Linked DNA regions of Gossypium hirsutum: region 1 is linked to region 2. The links are chromatin contacts, called in public Hi-C maps. All regions are on one chromosome and are shown on one strand. Each heading gives the region's core, a stretch centred on a gene start, on an enhancer-like site or on the middle of the called end of the contact. The rest is flanking DNA. Distances are from core to core; before and after follow the strand shown.

Region 1 (5,084 bases), core at 499-2,998, 44 kb after region 2:
CGGAAAACATGTGGGCCATTGGTGAACAAATCAGTAGGAGTATTGCCTCCGATGTGGTAGTTCGACAGAAGTCAAAAGAATTCCAGATCATCCAAGAAAAAGCTACAAATTTATATCCAACCTTATGTGAAATAGAATGTTTAACTGTGGATGAGCGGTATCGAGCTTTGAGTAAAATTCAAGATCATCCAACTCAAATGCTCGTTTTCTTTAGTTTACCTTCTGATGTGCGGTTGGAATGGGTCAGAAGATTTCTTGCTGACCTTTAAAAATCATGGTTCTCTTGATGATATTTTCGTAACTTTTTATGTTTGTAATATTTGGGATGGTATGTCACTACAATGTTTAACTTTTTGATGTTGTAAAACTTTATAACATATGAATTATGATGTAAAATTTCATTTTCATCTAACCTTTTGTTAATATATGAAAATTATGTTTATGCAAAATATAATTCTCAAGTTATTTATTACTGCTAATATTTTTTTATTGTAGAATAATTAAATTATTTGTTTCACTAATGATATTTTAGCACATTAAATATGTATTGCAGTTTAAAAATAATAAAGTAGATTATAAAATATATTTAATAATTATTTTAAATTATATTTTATAGTATTATATATTATGATTTTAGTAAATTCATATAAGAATATTTAATATTAAGAATTTTATTAAATTATATATTTTAATTAAAATATATTTAATAATAATTATTTTAAATTATATTTTATAGTATTATATATTATAATTTTAGTAAATTCATATAAGAATATTTATTATTAAGAATTTTATTAAATTATATATTTTAATTAAAATATATTTAATAATAATTATTTTAAATTATATTTTATAGTATTATATATTATGATTTTAGTAAATTCATATAAGAATATTTAATATTAAGAATTTTATTAAATTATATATTTTAATTAAAATATATTTAATAATAATTATTTTAAATATGATTAAATTATTTATTATTGATATTAATAATCTTATTAAAATTTAATAACAATAACAATAATCATTTACCTAAAAAAATTCTGCTAAGGGTATTCTAATCATTTTAATTTTTTCCCTTATACTATTACAACTTCATTCCATTCAACTAAACACAAGAATACTATTACAGTTCTATTTTATTCCATTCAACAAAACAAAAGGATTACCTATTATGCCTCTGTTCCATTACACTTTTATTTCATTGCAGCGAATCAAACGTGCTCTTAGATGTAATGTAAACAGTTAAATTATTATTTTTAAAAATGATAGTTAAATTACAAAGTTGTTATCTATTTATATATATTTTTTTGAAAAAAAACTCTAAAATTGAGATAATTTTCGTGGCAGTGCATGAACCGCAGACGTCGAACTTGACATCCTGTCCCCTCGTCTCGTGCTGCTTAGCCCGAGAGGCCGATATTAGTGCATGACTTCGTATCTGACCCAAAGGCCACGTACCGGTTGCCCATGCTACGCTGGCGCAATGCCATCCACTTTTTCATACTTGGTGGTACGGATGCAACCGGGGAAAACTGGCAGGCGGCGAAGTCACACGTCGAAAGAGGGTCCCACGTGGCATATCTGGAGGCGCTTTTACGGACTTAACCTCACAGAATGGGAACTTGTGGCTGAGATTTGAAGTGAATGGTAAGAAGCAAAGCAAACAAGTTGAAAAATAATAGAGAAAAAGCGCAAAGGTGGGCTACACCTAAATGAGCTACTAAATTACTGCCAATTGGCAGCATCCTGTTGCCTCTCTCATTTCTGTTTACTGTTCACCGTTCATTCTCTTTCTCAGCCAGCTCAAATGAATTCTTTCGCAAGGTTGAATTTCATTTCCCACTCGTACATTCCGATTCTTCCTCATTACTCTTTTTATCTTTGCATCAAAACAAAATTGAACTCGGCCAATTTCCTTTCTTTTTTTCAAGAAAATATTTCCACAGGAAATTGTAGTGGCTGAGATTTCTCCTTACTCCTCCCCAAACTGTTGTTTCTGGTGTTTTAGGTCTCACCAGAAACGAGCCAGCTTTCATCTTCAGCTTTATTTCTTAACTCTCTTTTAAATACTTTATCCATTAAAAAAACTGTTTTCAGATGTCGATTCCGATCTCTTCATTGCCGGAAAATATGATGTCTCTAACAGGTCCTTGTTGAACTCTTTCTCTCATGCGTGATCGTTGCTTCCAGAATTATCGTCTTCTATGGCTATCTCTCAAGGTATTTCCACCGCATTTTCAGGATTTCTTTCTTTATTTTCCGTTTGGTTGCCACCTAAAATAATTTGCTTTGTTAAAAACTCTGCGCACCTGAGTTTAAGTTTATGTTCCTTATACGCAGTTGAGCAGAGTGACAAAAGAAAAAGTGTTTGATTCCCCCCCCTCTGGCAACCACATAGAAGGTAAAGGATCTTTTTTTTCCTCAAATTTATTTATGTTTTTGGTTGCTAAAACGGCAAAGTTTTGCATTTACCGGAAGGATGTATGTGCAAGTGTCGTTAATTACTAATCAAAGTTTTTTTTCCTCTCATTTCTCGAAAGGTTTTGGCGTCTACGGGTTCGTTTTGGTGAGGATTCTGAGTAAAGGAATTTTCTTTTAATCTTTGGGAGAAGCCGTTTCTTCTCTTTGTTACGGTGGATGTCCTTTATTTATTTGTTTGTTATTTTCCAGAGATTTAACTTTAGTTCAAAGTTTACTATGTGATTATAAATAAAGTAGTTCAGTCTGTTTATTAATTATTATGATTATGAATGATGAGGAAGTAAAATTAATTGGAATGAAAAAAAAAAACCAGAGACGGATATCTATCGATTGTTGTTGGCTTTTGTGTTTTGCAGCAGTAAATAGCTATCATCAGGTTTTTTGGAGTTCAAAATCGGCATTGCTATTTGTAGTTTTGGATGTCGAAATAAATGAAAGGAGTTTCGCGATTTACCCGTTGCTCGTTACAGAGGATTTGAAGCAGCGGTAGAGCTCCCAGGTCCTGTAAATGGACGCATACTCCTCCGGAGAAGAACTTTTAATTAAGGTATTAATTATCAAATGAGGAAACTGTTTTCTATTTCTTTTAAATTATGCAATTTGAAATTGTAAAAAAATTAGAGTTCTTATTGTTACAACCTCAATTATTTAATTAATTTTCGTTTTGAATGGTAGACTAGGAAGCCTTATACTATTACAAAACAACGTGAACGATGGACTGAGGAGGAGCATAATAGGTTCCTGGAGGCCTTGAAGCTCTATGGACGAGCTTGGCAACGCATTGAAGGTTTTCACTTGTTCTTCCATCTTATTATTTCTTTTTGTTGGTGGGTGGAGGTGGAAGATACAGAAATATTTCAACTGCTGGATTGGAGCTAAAATTTGTTAGTACTTAGTAGTTCCATATGAAATGCTTTAGTAATTTACTGTTGTCTTAACTAAATATCTGTTTTTTCTCTCATTTCTGTTTACCTGGTGATTCGCAGAACACATAGGAACTAAGACTGCTGTCCAGATCAGGAGTCATGCTCAAAAATTCTTCTCTAAGGTCATTTGGTGCCTTCTTGCTTATGCTTATATCCAATGTATTTTTCTGCTTCTTAACTCTTGTTTCTGCTATAAGTATATGAAATGTTGATCCCTCAACTGTTGGGAATATTATGGTTACTCTCTACTTTATAGTTCATATTGTTTTTAACACTTACTTGCAACCAAGAGAATATTATAGAGGTTCCCCTGGCACATCTGAATAACATATTGAGGAGAAAGAGTTGAACCTAATACTTGTAAATACTCAATAGCTTTCTGTTAAAACATTAGTTCTGTAACAGTGATCAGATTTATAGCCAATTATGCGAAGAAGCACTTCTATCATATCTAGAAAAGGCAGCAACCTTGATACTAATTTTATAACCAAAGTAATTTTGCTTACCACATTTAGGTGAAGCCTTTCCCCTCTCTAGAAAGATGCTTTGTTGTTCTGAAGATGTCGGCTACTTCACTTCCATTTATTTGGGTATGAAAACAGTGATCAGATGTGTGCATGGAAGGTTTTATCTTCATAGGAGTCTGATCTGTGAGAAAATAAAGGAGCATGGCTCCATTTTTCTCCATTGTTTTAAATGGTTACTTCCTTGTTGGAATTTCATTTTATGCACCAGGCATCCACTTGTCTGTTCACTTTTTGAACTTGCTGATGTAATTTTAAACTTAATCTACCATAACAGAGGATTTGGATTTAATATATATGGGTTTTTGGCATATAAAAGTCACGTAGCGACATGTAGCCTGAATTATTATAGAGAATGAAGTACACCCATTTTGAGGTTTTAAGGAGAGAATTTGGGCTGACCCGAACTAAGGCTGCATCAGGGCTAGATTATGCCAAAGTTTTGACTCTGCTTCAACTTGAATTTTTCAACATCCATGGACAGTGATTGTCAATTACTGTTTCCTTCATAATCAGCTCTATGAAAATCGAACTTATTCATCCTGAACTTAAACTGTGATTCCTAAGAAACCACTGGTAATTTTCTTCCATCTATACGTAGACTGATCCTCTCGCTCCCCTGTATTTATGCCATTTTAAAGCTTTCTCCTAATAAAAATTGGGGGCTGGTTTAGCCAAGCAATTAATTTAGTCAATGATTGTGCATGTATGTTCAATTGTGGCCTTTTTGTATGTCTGCTACAGTCAAAATGTTATATCGTGTAGGATCCTTTTGAGAGAATTCAATGTGGATTTTAAGGACTGAAAACTGTAAATAACTCTTAAAAGGTGGCTTATGGAATGAGCTTACCTGATTTGAAAGCTGCAATTGTGTGTATACTTTCTTAGGTGAGGGTAGGAAAAACTGTCACAAAATTGTCTGATGTATGTAAAACAGGCCATATTGACAGCAAGTGTATAAAATTTTGCGTTAACCTCATGTAAGAGTTATAAGTAGATGTTACAGAAATTTTTCATGGACTTCTAGTTTCCTGATAATGCTTAGTATTATTCTAGTCAGATTATTTTTTTTTATTCATATTAGAAAAACAACTTTGTCTCCTTATCTAAATTAATTCCAGAGAAAATAAATGGCACCATCAATGAC
Region 2 (5,597 bases), core at 1,266-3,765:
CTCAACAGTTGTCTTTGTTTTTTTGTTGGTTTTGTTTTGTTTTCTTCTTTATCTGGGTCTGTGTTGGAAATGGGAATGGCAGATGGAGGACGACTCTGCGCTAAGATCAGCGGATGAGATAGCAGCAGCAGTTCATCAAATATTCAGCTAAATTCAAAATTAAAATGAAAAAAAAAAAGGATTTGGTCATTATTCATTAGGCAGCTGACTTGATTCCTGAAGCGAAAGTAGGGTAGAAAAGAGCAGACCAGGAAAAAAAGGTAAAAAGAGAAAAAAAAAAGAAAAAAGAGGGGTCCATTCCAAGCAATGCTTTGTTCCACAAAGACAATTGAAGACAGAGCTCTTGATGTTTACATCTTAACTTAAGAAACTTCCCTTGTTCATCACTAATGATTTAATTTGCTTACTTAATTGAAATGATAAATCTATGTAATTTCCAAGTTCCTTTTCCTTTATTCTATGTTTATATTATTCTGGTACTAGCTTCTGGAGTGTGGGGTCAACCGAGGGCCAGCCAGCCAGCCAGCATGCCCTGCCCTGGGACTGGTGGAGGTTTAGGAAAGTATGGGGTTCATCAAGTTTGAAAATTTGTTGTATAAATCTGAATCTTATGATTACACTTTAGCGAATGATGCTCCCCTTTTTATATTGACTTTGGGGATGTACGTATGTATGTTTCATCATTATACAATGTCCTCTCCGCCATTCCTTTTTTTTTCTTTTAAATTTTCCTGGTTGCACCTTTCTTTTTGGACTCTAGTTCCCTTTTGACACACTTCATTTCCAGCCTTCTATCTCAGTGACTCCTCTTTGAAAAAGTCAATTTGTAAATTTAATAATCCATTTGCTAATCTGCTTTGTTTCCCTAAATGTAGCGAGGAAATAATTAAATAAACATTTATGGAAGAAGTTGGTTGTAGGGTTGATACTTTTGAACATTATTATCACATCTAATGGACTAGAATAAAGGAAGGTTAGCAAAATAAACTCATTTAAGCTTAGGAAAGATGTAATAGGAAGGACAAGAATGGCAGGATGGATGGGATTGTACATCTTACAAGTGTTCGATAAAATCCCATGTCTCACGCATTACCAAAACCAACAGAGTTCATGTGCTCATCTCATGTCTCATGATCATGGCTCGGAGATATTCATTGACTTTAAATTTTCTCCAAGTAAAGGGTGTTTGACTGAAATAACAATCTAAATCTTACATGGTTAAATGACATTATCAAAGATTTGACCTGCCTCCCTGCAGTGACAGGTTCTTGAGGTGGCAAACCTTTTTAGATAAACACAATGTAGAAGTGATGGATATTTGGGTAGAGGGTACAAAACTACAATGGCAAGAAGAAGAAGAAGAAAGGCGAGGGTTTTGACGGAAATAATAAAAAGTCAAAGGTGCTAATTTGAGGAAGCTTATAGAGCAAGTGAGCAACCCCACTGAAAATTGTCATACGGGTAAGAGAAAGGGAGATAGATGCAAATGCAGAAATGCGCAGCAGCTTAAAGCACACATCCCCATGTGAAAGCATCAAAAGAAGACCGGGCCGGAGACAAATCCCTCTCTGATTGTAGCCAATGTCCTAGTCATTTTGGGTCTTCGTGTTCCTTCTTTTTGACAGCCTTTCCCTTCCCAAGCTCAGTCCTAATCCACCATTGTTATGCATTTCATTTTTCTTAAAACCCTATTACAAGCTGCACCTCCATCATTATTACTGCCTTCCTCCTCTTTCTATGCTATCAGGTTCTTTTTAATGATCCTTAGCTCTTTCCTAAGTCAATGAAAGTACTACCTTCATTTCTTATAGTTCCTGAGAATTATTAGTTGTTTAGGCGTACTGTGAAACATTATTGTTAATTAATTGGAAGTGCTAATCTCAGAGCTCAGTTCTTAGCAGCTTAAGAAATTGGAAATGTTATAAAATAATAATAATAATTTAAAAAATCTGCATACTCTTAGAAAGTAGAAAATGCTAACTTGAAGAAGACCTTAAAGAAGTTGCTTTTATCCAACACGTAAACATCTAAACTGATACCTTAATAAAATAATACTACCACTGTATAGTAGGTAGGTCGACAGAGTATAGTGGAGCTACAGCATTGGGCAACGCCAATCATATTATATAAAAACAGATCCAAGGGGGGAACAATGGTCTGATATTTCGAAAGATGTGAATGTTTATATAGCATAGCATATTCAAACTACAAAATTAATCTCTCTATCTCTCTCTCTATATATAGATTATCGTTTTTTTTACTTAATATATATTTTTTATCGTTGGCATTAGTTTATTTTAATAACTCTAGCTTTCTCAGTTCTCACATTATCGTTGGCATTGCTCAAATTTTGTTTTAACTTTTGGAAAGTAGTCTGAAAAGGTGGGTGTGGTTTAGCAAGGGACATGGCCGTCAGGCGTCAGCTGTTGGAACGAAGGAAGAGGACTTTGGGACCAGCTACAGCCCCACAGTGGCACATCCACAAGGGTACCATCTTTTTTGAAGCGTCTCTGGACTCTGGCTTATCTACCCCGTCCCTATTCCCAGCCCAGGTGGCATGACTATGTGACTACGTCTCCTCATGAACCAAACCTAATTTCTTGCTCCCTATTCATCCTCATATTCTTTCTTTTTCATCTCTTAATATTTCAGTAAGTTTTATCTTATCTAGTACCAAGTAGTACAGAGATTTCCTCCATTATTTTGTTTTAAGTGTGTGTTTCTTTTTAGTTTCCCCAAACATGTAGTTATTATACTAAGAAATTATTAAAAGATTTATATATTCAGTCACCTTCAAAGTAGAAAATAAATAAAGTATAAAATCATGACCATCTACCATTCTCCAAATTCCAATGAAGAAAATATTAAAGTTCTATCATGTACCAGAATTGTACTATATAGCAGTCTTTAACTACAAATTCAACCATTAAAAAAAAGAATCTGACCAAGTGCTGGCTTTTATCTATATATCAATCAACTCTGGAGAATTTTTTTCCCCCAACTTCAATATCCTGACAACAATATACTATATCTAGATTTGGTTGAGTGATAGCATGGTTAAGTTTTTAAACCTGGGTTTTTTGAGATGCCCCAAAGGGTGAAATGAAATCGCAATCAGAGCTTGTTCTCTCCCGAAGGTATACACTATCCCGTCTCTTAACAGAGGGTGACCAGAGCGATCTTCTTGTAGAATCTGTGCCTATTTTTCAAGGCCCCGTAGCCATAGCCATGGGCATCGGCATCGGCATGGCAATATCTCACATTCTTAGTCCTTCTTCCATCAACCAAAGCAATAGATGAATCTGAATCCACATCTTTGACCAAAAGTCGCCAGTCACCACTCACTCTGCTCTTCAGCAATGTTTCCCTAATGGCTACTTTGATTGACGGAAAATGATTTATGTAAAACGTTTTTTAATCTTCTTATTTTTGTTTCATGAAAAATTTATTCATCTGAAAAAAAATCTTTTTTCTTGTAATACTTACCTCTTGAAAAAAAGTAAATTATTTTTCGAAAAAAATAAATAAATCAAGTTTAATATTATTATTATTATAATACTAATTTTTAAATTTTAATTTTAAAAATATTACAATATTAATATAAAAGATTATAATTTTCAATATGATTAAACATGCATATTTAATTATTATATTTAATAATACAATAATTTATTAATATAATTTATTAAAATTTTATTTTAATAATAAATGTTTTGTAGTATAGAGGTTAAAATATATCATAAGTTCATGTACTCTTCACGAATTTAAAATTTAATTTCTTTACTTTTTCAGATCTAAAAATTAAGTTCAATTGTTAACAATATTTTTTTTTGACAATTTTATTTTTGTCACATTTTTAAATAAAAAAAACTCACTTGTTAGTCATGTAAACCTGAATTTTAAAAATTATTTTTAATAGTTCGAATAACTAAACCTGAATTTTAATATCTAAAAAGTAGGATTAAATTCTCAAAAATAGAAGTACAAAGACTAAATTTCAAATTCACGAATAGTACAAGGTTTTATGTTTTATTTTAACCTAGTATAAAATATGTATATTTTAATTATATAAATATAAGTATTTGTTTAAATAATGTTTAGCTTCATTTATCTCTTACAACTCTAATTTGTCAATATGTAATCTCGTATATATAATATATGTAAATTAAATTAAATTTAAATTAAGTATTATTTATTATTAAGTTTATATATGATATTGATTATCACAAAATATTATATTATTACAAAATAAAATATTATCCATTGGGGCGTCTCAACTACACATTACATTCTCACAGTTCGTGCATGTTTGCCATACTAAATAAACAAAAGGAAAAGCTTATATATATATATATATATATATATAGGCTCTGCTTAAATCTATGGGTAAATTATCAATAAAAGTACTAGGGAAACCCTTATACTTAGGGGAAAATTACATTTCAACCCCTCTACTGAAAAAATAAACAAATTAGTCTTTATATATTTCTAAATTAGCAAATTAACCCATCCCTTAAATTTTATTTGTTAAATGATGGCGTAGAACGTTAATTTAAAAGGTTAATTACTAATTTAGTCCCTGGACTATAGCTAAAATGTCATTTTGATTTGGCATAAATGCAAAAACTACCTTCAACATTTAGGGGTTTTTGGTTTTGTGGCCCTAACTTTTTTTTATTGACACCCTCAACATTACGTTTTTTTTCAAAAATCAGTCCAATTTTAACGGTAAACGTTAGTTGATCGTCAATCAAACTGTAGCTCAACAAAGTAGCCTATGTGGCATGCCTCAGGTAGCCTCTCACAAATCCATTTTCTAGAAATCCACCCACCAAAGATCTTGCTCTATCGCGATCTCCATTGCCAGTGGAGCCTCTTGCATCAATTATGTAACACCCCTAACCTGTATCCGTCGCAGGAACAAGGTTATGGAGTATTACCGGAATAAATAGATTAAATAAAAACATTTCATATTATTATTTAACATTCATGTCGGATATTATTCATAAAGTCCTTTATGAGAGCCCTTGAGGTTCAAATTTCACTTTAGAACCGAATCGGGACTAAATGGAAAACTTAGAGAATTTTTTGCCAAATTTCAAAATTTTCCAAGGTGTAGGGGACACACGCCCGTGTGGCTCACACAACCAAGTGACACACCTGTGTCTTAGGCCGTGTGGTATTTGAAGCAGGGCACACGGCCGTGTCCCCAACCCTTGTAACTATCTGACTTGCAATACATTTAAGTACAAGGGTCACACAGCCAAGCCATACACCCGCGTGCCAAGCCGTGTGATCAATTTTAAGCATTTTGTTTTAAACTTTTGAGATGCAAGGGACACACAGCCAGAACACACTCCCATGTGCTAGGCCGTGTGTCACACACGGCTGAGACACACGTTTGTGTCTCAGCCTGTGTGGACAAAATAAGGTCATTTCCAAGCCTTATTTTTCACCCAATTTCACCTTCCACCTATATAAACATTTAAACACATTCAAGAGTCAATTTAAGACATTTAAACCTAGCCAAATCCAAGTCTTATGCATGACATATTAATACCTATGATTAAATGTCCAACTTACCAAGATAGCCTAAT

Evidence for each region. A called contact is a pair of places that touch in the nucleus more often than the background predicts.
Region 1: a contact with region 2 is called in a Hi-C map of leaf, with 2.2 times the contacts expected there. The contact joins the promoter of LOC107912274 here to the enhancer-like site in region 2. A contact is called at or near these places in 4 of 34 Hi-C or Micro-C datasets (all in leaf).

The regions. Positions count from the first base shown.
Region 1 is chrD11:9,775,812-9,780,895 of Gossypium_hirsutum_v2.1, forward strand. It overlaps LOC107912274 (protein LATE ELONGATED HYPOCOTYL), which reads left to right and starts at 1,749. Exons shown (of 10, transcript XM_041105975.1): 1 at 1,749-2,226; 2 at 2,347-2,407; 3 at 2,547-2,572; 4 at 2,844-3,034; 5 at 3,163-3,274; 6 at 3,474-3,535. The coding sequence starts at 2,996. It overlaps LOC121223724 (a long non-coding RNA gene), which reads left to right. Exons shown (of 3, transcript XR_005921065.1): 3 at 1-373.
Region 2 is chrD11:9,731,401-9,736,997 of Gossypium_hirsutum_v2.1, forward strand. It overlaps LOC107912279 (transcription factor bHLH67), which reads left to right. Exons shown (of 4, transcript XM_016840373.2): 4 at 83-705. The coding sequence ends at 151. Among protein-coding and RNA genes, the nearest start is that of LOC107912279, 5.3 kb to the left of the region's middle. Within about 2 kb of position 2,516, at least 8 of the 9 cell types and tissues checked have an H3K27ac peak or open chromatin away from gene starts, as enhancers often do. A contact at or near this core is called in leaf, where this site is marked.